Regions from separate parts of the Mus musculus genome. Here region 2 is linked to region 1. A link is a contact called in public Hi-C data. All regions are on one chromosome and are shown on one strand. The core of a region is the stretch at or near the end of the contact, and the rest is flanking DNA. Distances in the headings are between cores, read along the strand shown.

Evidence for each region. Hi-C and Micro-C count contacts between places; a contact is called where the count stands out from the background.
Region 2: a Hi-C map of uterus shows a contact between it and region 1, with 3 times the contacts expected there. A contact is called at or near these places in 2 of 484 Hi-C or Micro-C datasets (bone marrow-derived macrophages and uterus), 1 of 130 datasets of targeted methods (pancreatic cancer cells) and 1 of 9 other capture datasets (embryonic stem cells).

What each region holds. Positions count from the first base shown.
Region 1 is chr19:23,970,888-23,974,701 of GRCm38.p6, reverse strand. It overlaps Fam189a2 (family with sequence similarity 189, member A2), which reads left to right. Exons shown (of 11, transcript NM_001114174.1): 11 at 1,071-1,952. The coding sequence ends at 1,277. Among named protein-coding and RNA genes, the nearest start is that of Gm34076, 55 kb to the right of the region's middle.
Region 2 is chr19:24,241,062-24,244,712 of GRCm38.p6, reverse strand. No RefSeq gene overlaps it. Among named protein-coding and RNA genes, the nearest start is that of Tjp2, 18 kb to the right of the region's middle.

The DNA of each region.
Region 1 (3,814 bases), core at 347-2,846:
ATTAGAGGACCAAATAGCTTTCTCTCCATAGATTAAAAAAGTAAAAGGTGCCCTAAACTGAAGCCACTTTGGTAAAAGACCAAACTGGGCGTACATGGAGTCCATTTGGGCCTTGGGTTTCTCATCATTAAATGGAAGGGTTGGGCTAGGTAGTCTCCACCCCTGCGTCCCCAGAGAAGTAGAATTTCCTCCCAGCCAGAACTTCCTCTTTACCCATTTGAGAGCTGTTGTTACCGCTTGGCTGTTAATTCATTCTCCTGGGTCAGTGGAGTGGATGCTGTAGATGGTCTACCATAGTGCCTTGTGTTACCTGTTCTGAAACAGTGGCTTCCACTTGATTGTCCTGTGAGGCTTGGTGGCAGTGAGACTCCTGATTCTTTCCCACTGACAAAGTCACACACCATAGTGACATGACAGTTCAGCTTTCCACAGATCCTCCCTCGTCAGGCCTATCTGGGTGAGAACTATTCTATAGCACTGTAGTTTTGAGAAGTGAAGTGCTACTGTCCCGTGTTTAAGGTTATAGGACTCATTAAAGACAGGTCTGTAGAGCGTTCACACATAAAGTGTCCTGCTTCTTTACGCTGATTAGCCACGGGGTTAGCAGAGCTACCTGAAGCATCATTGCTTTTAATTAGCATTTTATAAATCTGATCCAGAACAGTGGTTCTGTGTCGGTTCTACCTGCTTCTTGTTAAAACTCCCCAGCTTGGAGCTGGGGAGATGGCTCAGTGGGTAAAATGTTTGCTGTGTAGGCATGAGGACCAAGAGCAGATTCTCAGTACCTATATAAAAACAAGGCACCGTGGCACCAGCCTGCAACTCTGGTGGATCCTGGTGGCTCCCAGTCTAACCATTGTGGCTAGCATCAATTGCAGTGAGAGACTCTCTCTAAAAACTAAGGTGGAGAGTGATAGAGGAAGATACTGAATGCAACTCCGAGACTACACATTCACACCCAATCGAGTGTACTGCATACAATAAGATCCACCAATGGTTGCAAGAGGGCGGGTCAAAAGGCCAGCGCTAGTGAGGCTAACATCTTCCCTTCTCCTCTTCTTTTCCCAAAGATAATGGCCCCGTCACAGCCCAGCACATCCCAGGCCCAGGAGTTGAGCTGGAGGAGACAGCCCGGCCTGCTGCACCTGCGCAGCTGTGGAGATCTAAGCACCTTCTCTCTGACAGCAAGGCCGAGAGCCGAGAGGAGGCCCCAGCAGCGAGCGGAGGCTGAGCGGCCACACAGCCTTATTGGTGTCATTCGAGAGACTGTCCTGTGAACTGAGTGACATGGAAGGATGTCCCTCCTCAGTGCTGTTTACTGTCTGGGAGCCAGGGGCACCCCTCCCCCTCCCCCCACTGGGAACCCCTCAACCGGGTTCCTGGGGTGGGCACTTATTCCTGTTCTTTGGCTCCCTTTTTTTGCTGACGAGGGCACTCAGGTGAACTCGGGTGAAGTACGTTCTTCCTGGCCCTTCCAGTCTGTGTGTTCCTGGTTGGAGAAGAAGGCAGGGAGGGCTCCTTTGTCTGCTGGGTCTCACAGTATCCCCAAGGGGTGCACACTGGGTGAGCAGAAAGCAGGCTCCCTAGCCTTTGCCTGCCTCACCCCTCATGGCTCTTGTTGTTGCCAAGTTCATTCCCTTGCTGTAAGGGGAGAGCTGCCGGGCTATTTATAGCAGCCTGCCGCCTCTGGCTGCTCAGTGAGAGGAATTGGCAGGAGACATGATGGTTAACACCATGTGACTCCAGTCTTCCAGCCTCCTTTAGGTTACCCTCAATCCCTTCCTCTTTAGGAAAAGCAGCAGACCAGCTAAGCGGTGTTTTGTTTTCTTTTCTTTTGTTTTGTTTTTAAATGAAGGACGTTAAGGGTGAGCACTATGGTTGAGTCCATTCCTTCATGCTTGCAAACTAGAAGACAGAACAGAGAATAAAGCGCTGGCGTTGGAAAGTCTGGACTCCATGTGTAGTGTTTGTGTGATCTCAAATGACCAGGCCTTAACTCATGGAGGGTGAATTTTGGGCTGTGGTGGCCAGGGTGCCCCTCTAGGCCACCAAACTAAGTTCATTTCCACAGTTCCAGAGCCCCATAGATAACAATGCATCAGGCAAATCCTGGGCTGAATTTAACAGGTTAGCCTGAATGGCTCTGTGGACCTGCATTCTAGTGGGGTATAAAGAGAAAGTCAGTAAAGCAATTACTGATAGTACTGATGCTAAGAAGTAAGGGGGTGGTCAGGGAGGGCTTCTCTGAGGAAACGACATTTGATCTTGACCTTGACTTTGAGGACCAGGGGAGACTATTCGAGACAGAGACAGAGGCCAGGCATACTAGTGATCACAGAATCGTTTTTGAAGGAGAGGTGGACGGAAGCCTGGCTAGCTGCAACCTATGTTAACGGTGAGATACCACGGAAATTTCTAACACAAACAAGATAAACTTAATCCTATTTCGAAATGATCACTGTGCTGGTGGGAAAGTGGTTAATTTAAATGGGAGAGGAGGCAAGGAAATGGACTAAGGCTGCCTGGGGCGGTGAGCGCTGGTTTTATTGGGCCCCGCCTTAGTACTATGATGAGGGTATTAAATTCTCATCTGGTGCTCATCACAGCCTATTTAGTGGGAGCTGCTATTTTCTCCATTTTATAGGATAATGATATTTCACAACTTGTCCAAGATCACACAGAAACCAAGGGGTAGAGCTGACATTCACACCCAAGTGGCCAGACTCGGGAACCTCTCTGTGTCCAGCTTCTCAGGTGGTAGTATTTGTGTTCCCGGTTGCGGAGCATCCTGCATCGTTCATGGGACCATAGCCTCCCCTGACTCTATCAACCATTCATATTAGAGTGGCCTCAGGGGTCACTGAGCTGTCCTGGAAAGTGGGCTTTGGAAACGTTGAGAAACGAAGGGCCGTGAGCAAGCTGGGTCTGGCTGAGTGCCTGAGTGAGGTGCATTAGGGGCCTCCTTCCCCAAGGGCGGTTTCTGTTGTTACCACCTCCGCTCCATCCTGAATGAGAGACACCTCTTCTGGCCTCTCTAAAAGTCCTCATTGTCACCATGTAGCTTTGCACCACAGCCTGGGCTGCTGCCCAAGGTCAAACCTGCTTTCTCTGTGAGTCACTGTGTATCACAAACCTCTGCTCTCACCGCTGGTCACTCACAGGGTAGACTGCCCAGGAACCGGGTCGGTCTTGCCACGTCCCTTGGCATTCTCTTCAGCCGCCTTTTTCAGGGGGAGGGCTAGGAATTCTCAGCCTACCAAGGGCTTCTCCCCATAGTTTGTAAGAGAAAGTACTGGCCACATCTCTGTGTGTGGCTAGACTTTTCATACCCTCTGCCCATAGCTGCAGCTCTTTCCAATCTCTTTCCCGACTCCCTTGCTGGTTGCCTTGGACCACTGAGTGTATAGCATGCCTTGAAGGCTCAGGGCAGATGGCTGGGTATCAGAAGTGTGAACCTTTGAGGCATGGTACAGAGATGCCCCCGTGTGTCCTGAGGACAGGGTGGTTGACAGACATAAGCCAGCAAGGAAAGACATGACACCTGAGGGCACCACCCAAAGGGCAGCAGGTGGTAGGGGGGCTGCCTCAGTTTATTAGAATTGCCTCTGCAGGGTCAAAATGTCTCATGGAAGTCTAGAACCTGAATGTGTTGGCGAAGGGTCCAATCTCTTCCTTGACCTCCACCCTCTTTGTAATATTGCAATATTGATGATACTACCGTATTTTATGAGTGTTTATCTCATGAGGCACTTAGAAATAATACCATTCATCCCCCCCGCCCCCCCCCGCCCCGTGTGTGTAAATATTCTCAAAT
Region 2 (3,651 bases), core at 1,088-3,587, 270 kb before region 1:
TTTAGTTTCAGAAATAAAACACTAAATAAAATTTCAGAATTATAGTAATGATATCTTAGACTTGTGTAAAACTTTATTTAATTAGGGAAACAGAGGCAGGAAATTCACTGCAAGTTTCAGGCCACCCTGGTCTACACAGTGAATCCCAGGCCAGTCTTTAACAGAGTAAAACCTTCTCTAAGAGCTGAGGAGGATGTGGCTCCGAGGCACAGTGGTTACCTTACACTCAGTGTGCCATGGGTTTGATACCCCATACTGCAACACAATAAATAGAAGATAAAAAAAAGCAACCTCTAAGTAACTCCAGAAAACAAACAACTGTGTGGCCAATCCTATGAGTAGCTGTGCTCAGTGGAGCTAGACAGGGTGGATTGGGTAGAATAGAAGCCTTTCTGCTCTATGCCACGCACCTGCGTACCAGTCACCAGGAGCTGCTGAAGGGACATAGAAGCACTGTTAACATTCACCTCTGTCCCCAGTCTCTGCTTCTGGGTCTTGGCTACCTGAAGAAAGAGGTCTCCATTTGGTAAACACAGGGATGTAACTCTGCCCACCGAACCCCCTTAATCTGAATATCTGAAACCCAAAATGCAAGCTCCAAAACATTTCCATCAATGGACCCTCCACCCCTGCTTCCCTGCTGTTTCCTCTCAGGTCAGGCCTCTCTGGCATCAGCATCTGCCTTAGTTAATGTCTCTAGTGCTGTGAAGAGACACCATGGCCATGGCAATTCTTATAAAAGAAAACATTCAACTTAGAGTTCAGAGGTTTAGTCCATTATCATCGTGGTGGGAAGCATGGCAGCATGCAGGCGGACATGGTGTTGAAGAAGATGCTCAGAGGTCTATATCAGGAGCGACAGAGACACACTGAGCCTGGCTTGAGCATCTGAGACCTCAAAGCCCACCCACAGTGACACACCTCCTCCAACAAGGCCACACCTACTTTAATACGGCCACACCTCCTAATAGTGCCACTCCTTATGGCACTGTTTTCATTCAAACAACCATAGCATCCTTCCACGAATGATGGATGCATCTGTAGCACAAGGCCCTTATGTGGAGAGCCTTAGGGTATCCGACTGGGACCTGCAGAGACATAAGAACTGATGGATATGCTTTTGCTAGCTGCCTGTACACTTCCCAGAGGCAAAGCCCTATGACTCATAACCAGGTAGGTAGTTACAGACAACTGATACCTCCCAAGGGGGTTAGAAGGGATCTTGTTGCGAACGATCCTCTGGGAGTTGTTGCTTTGGGAACCATTAGGTGAGGATAATTAACTCAGCTACTTGTTTTGTCAACTCCCGCTTTTTCCACACAACCTTTTACAGATACGGCAGCCTGACAGTTGCTAGATCCATCTGGGACACTCTCCTTATTCTGGAAGGCTGGCAGAACTTGTGGTTGTTCTACTGAGGAGAGGGTGGGGACCACGCTTTCTAAACAGGCCACACAGTGAGCGATCTCTGATCTGTCTCCAGGGATTCCAATTGGCCAGTGCCATGTACTGCTACCTGGGCAGTGAGGTTTGGAAGATGGCATGGAAAACAGGTGAGAGTTTTGTTTGTTTGTTTCTCACTGAGGGCTTTAAGTACTGAAGGAACATAAGAATAGTAACAGGGATATTGCATCATCCCATATCAAGTCAAGAAATTGATATTTCATTCTGATTTATTTAATAATCTAAGAAATGTATACTATTTGTGGAGTCTATTCTATGAGCTGTTTTGTCAGATATGGGCTCTATCTGTAAAGAGCTTAGACTTGCATCAGGTATTTGGGGTATATCTGTGGGTGTGTGCCTATATAACAGAGGGAACTTGTAAGATGAAGGGCAAGCAAACAGAAAAGCTAACACCCAGGGCAATGGAGAGAATCAGAAACGATGGAGTAGGCTTGAGCGAACACACATAGTGGAATCCTAGGTCGAGTGCATGGGTACATAAGGTTTTCACTGGGCAGTTAGAGGGTAGGAGGATGCCTCAGAAAGAGTATCTTTAAAACAAAACAAAACAAATCAATCAATCAAACAAACATAAAAACCAACAGCCCTCCTGGGAGAAGTCCATTATCTAGAGAAGCACTTAGGAAAAAAAAAATACATTGAGTTGTTTTGTAACTTGAGTGCCAGACAGCTAGGGGCTGCTTCTTTTAGGACGGCAGAAAAGAGGTCTAACCTGGAGAACTCGTTCAAAGGAGCTCAAGCTGGATGTGATGTCACGGCGGCGGGAAGGAACCCCGGGTAGACAGCCTGAGTCCCACAAGATCTACTAACAGACAAGGAGAATGAGGGATGCAGCTGCGGGGGAGGGTGCCATGGAAGCCTTGGATGGAGCTGCTGAGTAGGGTCACAAGCAGGTCAGGCCTGCCGGTAAGGATCAGGCCGTTTGCAGCTGGGGTTTCATGTGAAGGGCGGGTGCTGATTCATGAAAATCAAAGCACAAGAGGAAGTCTCCCCTGCAGTTCCCTGCTCAGGAGCAGAGCAGGTCAGACGTTACAGATGACTGTGTGCAGCCAAGGCAGGAGAGAATGCTTTCTTGTCACTTGCTCTCTTTTTACAGTTTACCCTACTGTATGCTTTAGCTTTTTAAGTTGTGAGATGTGACACGTGGAAAACGTATAAAACAACAAAGAGTTGTTTGGCAGAGTTGGGGTAGAGATTTGACAGAGGCATTACTCATGCTACAACCACAGCACCAACAAGGTCTCACCATGTAGCCTTGGCTTGCCTGGAGCTCACTATGTAGATATCGGGCTGGCCTCAAAATCACAGAGATCTGTCTGTCTCTGTCTCTGCCTCTGGTTCCCGAATGCAGATAGTAAGGGCATACATTACCATGTTTGGCTGCATGCATAGATTTAATTAAGGCTCAACCCTCCAGGATCATAAGGGGGCATCAGATCCCTGGAACTTGGAGTTAAGGGCTGTTATGGGTTGCCATAGAGGTGCCAGGAACTGAACTGGGTTCTCTGCAAGAGCAGCAAGTGTTCTTAACCACTGAGCCATCTCTCCAGCCCCAAGGCTCAATTAATTTTTGTGAAGCCAATGACTCTGTCACCACTTCCCAAGTACAGGGACAGCACACCTGCGGCACACCCAAAGCCTCTGGGTCATGTGATCCTTTTTCACGAGAGAGAGAGAGAGAGAGAGAGAGAGAGAGAGAGAGAGAGAGAGAGAACTTAGCATCATTTAGACACATTTCAAGTTCAGCCGCCGGGAACCGGTTCTGTCTACCCCGAGGAGGGCCAGTTGCTGAAGAGTTTGAGCTAATTCTTAGTGACAGGGATAGGAGAAAAGGATGGGGGAACTCAGAGCTGTTAAAAACCTGATGTGGAGAAGGTGGGCTGCCAGATGCAGACATATTAACAGTGACCAGGGGCTTCGGTGTAGCTCCGTGGTAGTCTAGTTGCCTGGTAATGTACAAGGTCCCATGATGGATCTCCAGTATAATTAAAAACTAAATAATTCCTTCCCAGAATGCCTCGAAATGAGGACCAGCCTTAGGCTCTAAATGCAATGACCATCAGGCAAGCTAAACAGCTTGCAAGCTGACTCAGACTTAGATCGAGACATGATCTTAGACCTATAGGGTTCGAAGCCACAGGCAAAGATGACAGGACAACCCTCCCCCCCACCAACCCCCAAAAC